2 separate regions of the Mus musculus genome follow, and region 1 is linked to region 2. A link is a contact called in public Hi-C data. All regions are on one chromosome and are shown on one strand. The core of a region is the stretch at or near the end of the contact, and the rest is flanking DNA. Distances in the headings are between cores, read along the strand shown.

Evidence for each region. A called contact is a pair of places that touch in the nucleus more often than the background predicts.
Region 1: a Hi-C map of liver shows a contact between it and region 2, with 1.6 times the contacts expected there. The contact joins two enhancer-like sites. A contact is called at or near these places in 1 of 15 datasets of contacts at CTCF or cohesin (the NIH/3T3 cell line), 22 of 484 Hi-C or Micro-C datasets (the HL-1 cell line, the NIH/3T3 cell line, adipose-derived mesenchymal stem cells and 11 more), 3 of 115 datasets of contacts at active chromatin or transcription factors (embryonic stem cells and fibro-adipogenic progenitors) and 1 of 9 other capture datasets (embryonic stem cells).

What each region holds. Positions count from the first base shown.
Region 1 is chr12:71,715,700-71,720,903 of GRCm38.p6, forward strand. It overlaps 9630002D21Rik (a long non-coding RNA gene), which reads left to right. Exons shown (of 3, transcript XR_872814.1): 3 at 1,017-2,890. Among named protein-coding and RNA genes, the nearest start is that of Gm46356, 89 kb to the left of the region's middle. Within about 2 kb of position 3,387, at least 10 of the 459 cell types and tissues checked have an H3K27ac peak or open chromatin away from gene starts, as enhancers often do. A contact at or near this core is called in liver, where this site is marked.
Region 2 is chr12:71,444,275-71,449,546 of GRCm38.p6, forward strand. No RefSeq gene overlaps it. Among named protein-coding and RNA genes, the nearest start is that of 1700083H02Rik, 63 kb to the left of the region's middle. Within about 2 kb of position 2,492, at least 25 of the 459 cell types and tissues checked have an H3K27ac peak or open chromatin away from gene starts, as enhancers often do. A contact at or near this core is called in liver, where this site is marked.

The sequences.
Region 1 (5,204 bases), core at 2,137-4,636, 270 kb after region 2:
ACAGGTTTTCTGGCCAGAGTCAGAGAAGCTGCTATAAATAATGATTGGATCTTCCGACCAAGTCAGAAATCCTGTTAGGAAAAAAATCCTTGTAGAGCTGTTTTTGCTCTCCAGATATCTCCAGATAGCTCAGCTCTCTCTAGAGAAAATTCTATAAAAAGAACTGCTCCTGCTTCCGCCTAGCTCATCTCATGCAGATCAAAGCCCAGTTTTTATTATTTATGTATCAATTCGGTCATTTACTTCAGGTTTCCTTTTGGTTATCTTATGAATCAGCATCCCGTGACCCCCGCCCTTTGCTTCTTAGAAGACAGCAAATATACATGTTCTTTTAACATTGCCAAAGAATTCAGAGATCCACCTGCCTGTTAAGCACAGATGATAGGATGGTTGGAACCCTGCCCTGAAATTACGACTTCTACCCCACCTGGACCTAACCTTGCTCTGTTTTAGGCTGACCCTGAACTTAGGAAGCCATCTGCCTTTGTAAGCATAAACAAAAAACTCGGCTGAGTGGGATCTCTTTCAATCACCACTCCCTAAATCTCTTTATCTCTTTCCTCAGTAATTTTCTAACAAGTTGGCTCACAGCACAGCTGCTTTTGTTCCTTTAGATTCTTGAAGCCTCTCATATAATTCATATCACAGCCCTATTTTTGCATAGTTGAGAAATTATGTATATTTCAAACTCATGTATTTAGAGCTCTTTCCCATAGTCTGAAGGTCTCAGTGTTTACCATCTTGACACAGCCACACCCTTGACTCCTGGCCTCCTGCTGTTTCTAACTATCATGTTGACAGAAGAGTCCTCCACTGCTATTGCTGATTCCAGAAAATATGAACATTATTACACAAACAAGCCTTACAGTAGCCATTAACACTCATGGAGGCTCACACCAAGGCCAAGCTCCACCAAACCATGAAAAAATTTCCTGAGTGAAATTTCCTTCCCGATAGAACATTTGGAAAATGATCATTCTTACGTTTTGGGTTTTTTTTTTTTTAACTTTTGGAAGCAACACAACAGAAGCGTACCCCAAGAAAGACCACAGATACAGCAGACTGCTAAGAAGAGGACAGAAATTAGCGGGTAATTTCTAGAAGAACTTACATGAAAGTGCCCAGATGAAATCACATGTAAGTACAATGGGTGGCTTTTCCTTCTGATCTCTCTCCCCTTACACACTAAACGCACCTGCATACACCCACAAAAAGGTTCACATTTAGACTCTAGTCACTGCCACCTATTAAAGCCAACTGAAAATTAGCAGGAGGTACTTCTAAAATGATTATCATATTTAATGAAAAGAAAGATCATACTTGTGATTCATTATTAATTCAGATTTTCCATGAGTTGGAATCTGGGATGTTCACAGTATTTTCAGCCTCCACCCTATGCCAATAAATTACTGCAGTATTTATAGTTATATTTGTATTTAAGAGATTGTTTGGGCTGGTGAGATGATCTTTGATAAAGGCCATAACCACCAAGCCTGGTGTCCTAAGTTCAGTTCCTGGGACCCACATGGTAGAAGGAAAAAGTTGACTCCCACAAGTTTCCCTCCAACTTCTGCATGCACACAATAACAGCACATGTGTGCACAGGCACAAATCTTCACAGAGACAATAGCAGCACATGTGTGCACAGGCACACATGTCTTTACACAATGCCCACATGTCTTCATACACAGTAGTTAAATACATAAATACATAAGTGTAATAACAATTTTAATGAAATAAAATACTGCTGGCTCTGTGGCTTTTGGTGCTAAGTTTCTTCTCTGAATAGACTTATCTGTCACATAGCCAACAATGATGTTTAAGCTGATGAATTCCTTGTGCATCTGTCTCTATGTAGATGAAGATCACTGCTAGCACTGAAGATGAGAAGCCCAGGTCCCAAGAAGAATAGAAACATATAAATCTTAATTTATTCCTAAAAAGAAATTAAAGGAAAGGCTCAAGGCAGGAGAAAAGAGGGGAAGTGGAGGAAGGGAAGGACAGAGGGATGGAGGGAGGGGTCAATAGTCTCCAGAGAGCATGGGGATGTTGTCCACTAAAGTGACCTTCACCCTTTATACAAACCCTCCACCCACAGCTTGTGTGGTGGCTCCTTCCACTCTCTAACAGTTATTTCCTGGGTTTTTCAGCTGAAGCACCTCTTCCTGTAGCTGACCCACTATTTCATATCTCAGTCTTCAAGCATTTAGTCACATCTCATACTTGAAGTGTGCCCATCTGTCTTGTCTTCACTATGTCTGAAGCTAGAATGTTCTGTTCCATTATCTACTCCCTCCCACCCTTAATCGTGAGTCCAGCTGTCTGTCTGAAACAACGCAGCAAGAAGTCGAGGATACCAATTGGTAAGCCGATCATCTTCAGCCCAGGGACATTCTGATACCTCCAGTTACAAGAGGAAATATGTGTGTTTCCTTTCTAAGAGCTGAAGGTTCCGTTCATAACTCTATGTTTTATTAACCAATTGCTTTTAATTATTTATTAACCAAACGCATTTAATGGTACAATCCATGTTTTCACTATGTAATATACTAGCTCAGCATTCATTCATTTATTATTCATTTATTATTTATTTAACTAGTGCGTGCGTGGAGACGTGTGTGCACGTGAGCATGTGCTGCAACTTAAGTGCGTGTCCACTTTAGTATCATGGGAGAGGTTAATGCTACAACAGAAAAAAGGATAGCAGAGAATTTGTCCACGGAGAATGAATGCCGCTGTATAGGATGTGGGGGTGGAGATGGCTAGATTAATAAAGCAATATTAGAAGTAACCTGGTCTTGGCTGTTCTCTATAGTACCTCATTGTAGTCTCCCCTCCCCCAGCCTGAAACCTGCTTGCTCTGGGGTGGAGCTTCCTGCTCATTCGTTCTGCCACACCCACTGCTGGAACCTGCCGCCTTGCTTTTCCGAAGCCATCACGTGCTCACCCTGCTACTGGACTCCGAGATTATTTGGCGGGAATCAGGTCCCCTCCCCCTTCCTTCATAACTGAGTGTTGCAACAGTAAAAATTGAGCTTTGATCAGAGTGACTTTTGACTTGGCTTCGTTCTTTCTTCCGCCCGTCTAGTTCTTCTCTTTCAGCCCGAGTTGCCATCTCAGTTGAACCGTTGGTTGCGAGCTGCGGGCTGGCCGCAACACCTCATAAAAGACAGACGTTATGTCAAGGGCTTTTGATATAGGCTGTAGCTATTTAAACGGGCATCATGGTTGAGTATGCTTTGTACACTCCATTCCCAGCCTGTACTACTATTTTGAAGACTGTGGAACTATTAGGAGATGTGGCCTGGAAGGTAGCTATAGGCTGTACCCACTGTACAACACTGAGAAGGGTTGTACTCACTGCTGGCTCTGACCGACCTCTTTCTGCTTCCTTGTTTACTGTAACGTGAGCAAGCCTATCACGCAGGCGCGCTGCCACAGCCTGAGGCATGACCCTGCAACAGTGAACCGAAATCTTCCTGAAGCATTGGCCAAAGTCTGTCTGTCAGATATTTTGCAAAAATGATCAATTCAAAGAAGTATTACATAAACACCTCATCAAATGATAGTGCTTATATAATGTGCCTGTTACAATTATTATGCTGGGCTACAGGATTTTCAGCAGTTTCTAAATTTCATGTGTTATATAGCTGGTGTTTAAGCAACCTTAGTAAGAAAAAAGCTTTAGCCTAGAAAGTCTAAATTATTGTAAGGGTTTTTGTATTTGAAAATTGCTTCAAGTATAAAAGTTTTATGAGCTTTGCTACAGCTCCAGAATTTTAAAAACAGAGACTTATGACCACGTGTTCCAACCAACTACCGACAAACGCACACGTAGGCAGATCAAGATTTGGTGAATGGAGAACTGATATTTAGTATATATTTTTGAACTTATAAGAAACTTTTAGAATAATGAGAAATTTATGTGGGTATTTTCATTTCTGTGTTAACAATTTTTTGTTTGACTTTGTGAGGCGGTGGCAACTCCTGACCATTCTATGTCTCTGATATGGTTTTCTTGGGCTTTTATGCTATCTAGTTCACTGACAGGACCCTGTGTGGGGACAGTGCATACTTCTAAAGTCTGTGATAACACACACGACTGTGACCCTGTGAATGCTTTGAAAGACAGTCTCCTCGAGATCTTGTCTCCGAAACCTCTTTGACAGTTGCTGATGTCTACAGACAGCAGACTGGTCTTGTAAGATCACTTTCCAGCCAGTGAGGATACAGAAGTGTCCTGTCTCAGTCACCAGCTTCCACTGGGAAAGTCATTACCAAATGCAACCTGGTCCACAAGACTCACTAAAGACCCACTTCCCGGTGGCAGGAAGAAAAGGAATGTGCTCCTGCATAATCTCTTCCTGGGCCGCTCAGCCTTGTCATCTCTGCCTCACTTGGCCCACTATGTGCTAATAGTTTTCAAACAGCTCCTTCGAATCTTTTTTTTTTTTTTTTTTTTTTTTTTGGTTTTACGAGACAGGGTTTCTCTGTGTAGCCCTGGCTGTCCTGGAACTCACTCTGTAGACCAGGCTGGCCTCGAGCTCCTTCTAATCTTATATACTGGAGGAAATTTCTATAATCTGTGCCTATAAGTAATTTCTTGCCCGTAACAGTGTCAAGTGTACTGTGAGATAAAAGGGCACAGAAGCTGGGATGAGAAGACTTGAGCCCTAAAACTTTTCACCTAGAAACCTTAGGTGTTCTACTTTCTTAAACTTAACTATTAGGGTGACTCGGAGAAGCAAATAAAATGCTTCTCAAACTGCATTTAAATATATATATACACGCACACACACACACACATATATATGTAACATCCAGATTTTCCAGTTTTGTTGAGTATAGGATATTGTAGTAGGATCTAATGATTTTTTTTTCAATTTCCTCAGTTTCTGATGTTATGTCTCCCCTTTCATTTCTCATTTTGTTAATTTGGATACTGTCTCTGTGCCCTCTGGTTAGTCTGACTCAGGGTTTATCTATCTTGTTGATTTTCTCAAAGAACCAGCTCCTGGTTTGGTTGATTCTTTATATAGTTCTTTTTGTTTCTATTTGGTTGATTTCAGCCCTGAGTTTGATTATTTCCTTCTGTCTACTCCTCTTGGGTATATTTGCTTCTTTTTGTTCTAGAGCTTTCAGGTGTGCTGTCAAGCTGCTAGTGTAAGCTCTCTTTGGAGGCACTCAGAGCTATGAGTTTTCCT
Region 2 (5,272 bases), core at 1,242-3,741:
AGAGCAGAGGGAAGATGCGTTAAAAGTCAGCTGCAGAGGTAGGGCTTTAAGGAACTCGAGGTTTTCCAATCCAGATGAACTGCTTATCGAGTACAGGGATACTGTTGGCAATGGTGGATGTGCTGTGAAGATGTCAAATTTTGAATCCGTCTGGACAGCAGGGTTTATGGTACTTGGTGATGGATTGATATGAAAGATTACTTAAAGGCTTTTGGCTCTGGCAGCTGGGTAAAATGGAAAAGCTATTTACTGCTAAGCAGACAACTGAACAAGGACTGGTTCTATGTAGAAAAACGGAGGTTCAATTTGATAGTTAGTAACCTGAGCTGGGCATTAAGGGAAGACACTGGGGTTACAGAAATAAATGTTTGAGCCATCAGCGTACGGATACTATTTTAAGCCAGGGTAATAAATGAAATTACCCAGAGAACAGATGTGAAGTCTGGGGTCTTCCCATATTCAAGGGTCAGGGGAGACTGAGAAAGAATGGCTTCTTTTTTTTTTTTTTTTTTTTTTAAGATTTATTTATTCATTATATGTAAGTACACTGTAGCTGTCTTCAGACACTCCAGAAGAGGGAGTCAGATCTCGTTACGGATGGTTGTGAGCCACCATGTGGTTGCTGGGATTTGAACTCTGGACCTTTGGAAGAGCAGTCGGGTGCTCTTACCCACTGAGTCATCTCACCAGCCCGAAAGAATGGCTTCTAATATCTTCCTGGAAAACAGAATCAAGACAGTTTCAAAAAAAAAAAAAGAATAAATTTATTTACTTCTAATGAATTTGGTCTGATAAAGACTTAGAAATGAGCATTGTGTTTGGCCAATAGCTGGAAACATTTTCCTAAGCAGTTTGGGAGGGTGTGACTAGAGATTAAGTGGACTCTTCTCCTATCTATACTCTGGGGTGATTTCATTTATCACCCTGGCTTAAGATGGTATTTATATGCCAATGACTGACAACTTTACTTCTTCAACCCCAATGTCTTACCTTTATGTCCAGGTTATATTCCTAAACCATTCACTCAACACCCTATGTATCAAAAGGGAAACTTTGTGTAATACGTGTTTGTGGTAGTTTCCTTGTAATAAAGGGACAGACTGATGTTGTTACTGGGAGATTTGGGATCATGAGACACTCTTTTTGAAAGAGACAGAGAGTAAAAAAAATGTGGAAATTATCTAGAAGCATGGGGGAAAACAATGAAATTCAGAGGAAGACAATACAGCCACAGAAGGTGTGTCTTTATGTGGCTGAGAAGGGATCTGAAAGCCTAGTCCTCTGCCAGGATATGGGTGATTGCCTGGAGGTCAATCAAAGGAGCAGGCAACCAGCATAGGTGTGATGAGAGGTGGCAGTGGGCACAGGTGCAGGTGAGAGGTGGCAGTGGGCACAGGTGCAGGTGAGAGGTGGCAATGGGCACAGGTGCAGGTGAGAGGTGGCAGTGGGCACAGGTGCAGGTGAGAGGTGGCAGTGGGCACAGGTGCAGGTGAGAGGTGGCAATGGGCACAGGTGCAGGTGAGAGGTGGCAATGGGCACAGGTGCAGGTGAGAGGTGGCAGTGGGCACAGGTGCAGGTGAGAGGTGGCAGTGGACACAGGTGCAGGTGAGAGGTGGCAGTGGGCACAGGTGCAGGTGAGAGGTGGCAATGGGCACAGGTGCAGGTGAGAGACAGCAATGGGCACAGGTGCAGGTGAGAGGTGGCAGTGGGCACAGGTGCAGGTGAGAGACAGCAATGGGCACAGGTGCAGGTGAGAGGTGGCAGTGGGCACAGGTGCAGGTGAGAGGTGGCAGTGGGCACAGGTGCAGGTGAGAGACAGCAATGGGCACAGGTGCAGGTGAGAGGTGGCAGTGGGCACAGGTGCAGGTGAGAGACAGCAATGGGCACCTGCACTCACGACAAAGTGAGCTCAAAGAGAACAGACAGCGTGTGAGTACAAGAGAGTTGTCTGTGCTGGAGCTGAGCAGGCAGCCTACTTCTGCCCTGCCCTTCCCTCACATTCTTTAGAGCAGCTGAGATGTTGGCTCCCTCTGTGACAAGGATCCTTTAGTCGTGCCAAGAATACTCCTCAATCCCATGCGCACAGGAGTCTCTGTGCTGGGTCCTCCCTCTGCCTTCATCGAATTGTTTCATTGATTTGTTTTTCTAGCATGTGCACATTATTCAGTTCCCAGGAAACCCAAAGATAAATAAAGTGGGTATTTGTTTATATGGTTGCAACAGAGATCCTTTCCGGATGTCTTTAAGTGATAGAACTCGGAACAACAAGAAAGCCTTTTGAAAAATATTTGTTCCCAGTAAAATTTCATATTCAAAGCGGCAATGATGACCCTGTCCCAAGAGTCAGGAGTTCATCACTGAAAAATGACCCTTCTGTCATTTGGAGTTTAAAACACATTTTTCTCCAAGTCAACTGGAATTTCCCATGAAGCACTGATGATCTAGTACAGATTCCACACAGCATCCAACAGCAGTGCTGTCAAATCAGACTCACAGAAACAAGCTTTCTGTTTCCGCCCTGGGGTTAGAAATCCCAAATCAGATAACTTGTCTTGTTGATTTTTCCCAATTTCCTAAAATTTCTCTTACCCCAAAGCAGCTAAATCAATCTCTGTCTCTGTCTCTATCTGTCTCTGTCTCTGTCTGTCTGTCTGTCTCTCTGTATGTGTGTGGTGGGTGGCTTGGAATTGTGCCCTTTCTTAACCATATCAGACATGTCTCCTGTTTGTGCTATGCAAGTTGTTTTCTCTTCAGAAACTCAGCCCTCTTCCAAGAGTTAGAAATGGGGCCAAGCGGACTGCAGGGCAAAGGTGAGATTGCACTACCAATCACTGCAGTTTAGCTCACTCAAACCGAGCCAGATCTTCAGTCTCTCACCGCTGATCCTCCTCGGTTCTCAGAATAACCATGAACAACCATGACTCGAGTTTCCTTCTGGAACAGAGACACAGCAGGAAAGGCAAAGGGAAAAGAATGAGTGGCGGGAGAATCGTTCAGAGGTTACGACCCAGGAAGCAATAAGAAAGCAGACTCTAAGCATGTTCGCATGCTCGTTGACACTAGCTGCAGGAGCTGGGGTCTCTGCTTCTGATCAAACTTGAGAAATAGTAAGGGGATGTTTTCAGAGCCCAGAGGAGCCCAGAGGCCTCTCTGAAGCAAGGGTGCTCTTGAACTGCACTTGCGCTAGCTTTGTGTCGGACAAGTCTACCTCCCACAAGGTCAAGGTTGAGAAGGAATTATGAAGAGACAATGGCCGGTTAACCAAAGCAGGCATTTCTAGCTCCTGTGGTCATCATCATCTTGAAAGTGCAATTTCCACAGATTGGCAAAGAATTATCTGGAAAATAAGATTACTATTACATATGGTGTGTGTGTTGTGGCATAGCAGGTAAGTACAGATGGAGAGGAGAGGCAGGCTCAGGAACATATCCTGAGACTATCTCAGGTTCTCACACAGATCTCCCCAGCAGCCCTCGCTTGCACTTCACCTTTCTGTCACAGTGTTTGTGCCCCTGCCCAGCTCCTCCTGCCTTGGGATGACATAATTGTCTGGAAAAGTGACAGGGCAAGATGGCAAAGGGACTGCATCAGAACTTGTTAACTTTTGTCTATCAACAGACCCTCCACTGATTTCCATCACACCCATGACCCCCACTAACACCTATAAAGTATTTATATTACAGACTGTTCTACGTACTGCTTCCTTAAATTTTGCATCTGTGAAGTAAAAAGGAATCACAATCCACTTACAGATAAAGACCCAGAAGCACAGACAAGCTAAGAGACCTGTTCACATTTCACTGCTCAAGAGTAGCCGATTCAGGACTCTAGGCCTGCATGACTGCAGATCCTATGCTATTTCAGTGTTTAAAGAATTGTTACTCTGTTTTATTTCATGGTCTAAGTTCTGTGAGGTCAGGGGCTGTAACCCTTACGCAGTACTTTACATGCTTGACAATGAGTGTAATCCAACCCATAGAGTGAGTACTTACTAAAATGAAAAGTGAAATTGAGCATAGTCTGGCTCCAGATATTTCACTGTGGACATGTTGGCTTTTTGTTAGGACTCTGTATTCAGAGAACATGGTCCTCAGGCCTTGGTGCCCCTGTACCCTCTCCCTCACTGTCACCATCTAGTTTGAACACTAATTTGGAAGACGGATTTGGAGCAAGATCATTCTCTGAGATCCACATTTATGTAATGAGCAATATACCATCACTTGGATACCTGTTAGGTTTCTCAAATTTAATATATCATAACTGATCCTTCACTCTTCTTCACGCTACGGCTGCACTAGCATAACTAACATGCCCCACTTGCCAAACTGCAGACCACAGGATGCAGCTTCAATGCCTTCCTTTACTTTACTCGGTTCAAACTAATTGTAAGATCTGGTGGTGTTCATCTTGTTTATATGGGTGTGTTTCCCACTGCTAACCTAGTCTAAGATGACCTTAGTTTTCTAAGGCCTTCTTATCTAGGGGCTCCATATTGTTGCACATAGCTCTGACATCTTTGTGTCTTGTCACCAATGCATGAATTCCTATGGAAGGTAAAGGTTATCTTGTCCAGAAAATATCACTGCCCATTAGGGTACACACAGCCCTGGGACCAGGGCTAATTACACTTGAGCTGGTTCTTATGGGTCAGTGTAATTGGGAGGCAAGACAGCATCCTCTACAAAGGGAGGTCACAGTGCAGCCCCAGGCCCTGAGTTGGCTCTCTCTCTCTCTCCTTTCTGTTCTCTTCATGCATTACTTGTTTCTTAAGGTCCTTGGATATTTGGAGGATCCTAATGCTGGCAGCACCCCTCTGTTGTCTTCCTCTCTTCTTTCTTCCCACCCTCATCTCAGCCCACTTGCATCCTTTCAAAGGCTCATGGGTAGCTAAGCTGGGACTGCTAGACTCATGATGAGCTCTTAATGAGTTGAGGGGCACCTGGGAGTGTCCTCTTCAGCTTCATTCATATGCTAAGATAACGTGAAGCCAAACTGATAGCTCAGATGCTTCTCAGAGGCCCCGGGGAGATGTGTGGGTTAGGTAAGGAACTTTGAGTTGACCTGTCTTATTTTATGGCACGTCAAAGCTGAAGATATAGAACTCTCTGGAAATGACATAACCTTGCTATATACAATCTGCCCATCCCCAATGTGCAAACCATTTCCTTTCTACACACACATAACATTCAGTCCCTCTGGGATGCTGGTAAACAGCACGAACAAAGGAATGCAAAGCAGTGTTTTGGTGCAAGATCCAGCAACTGAAAAAAGC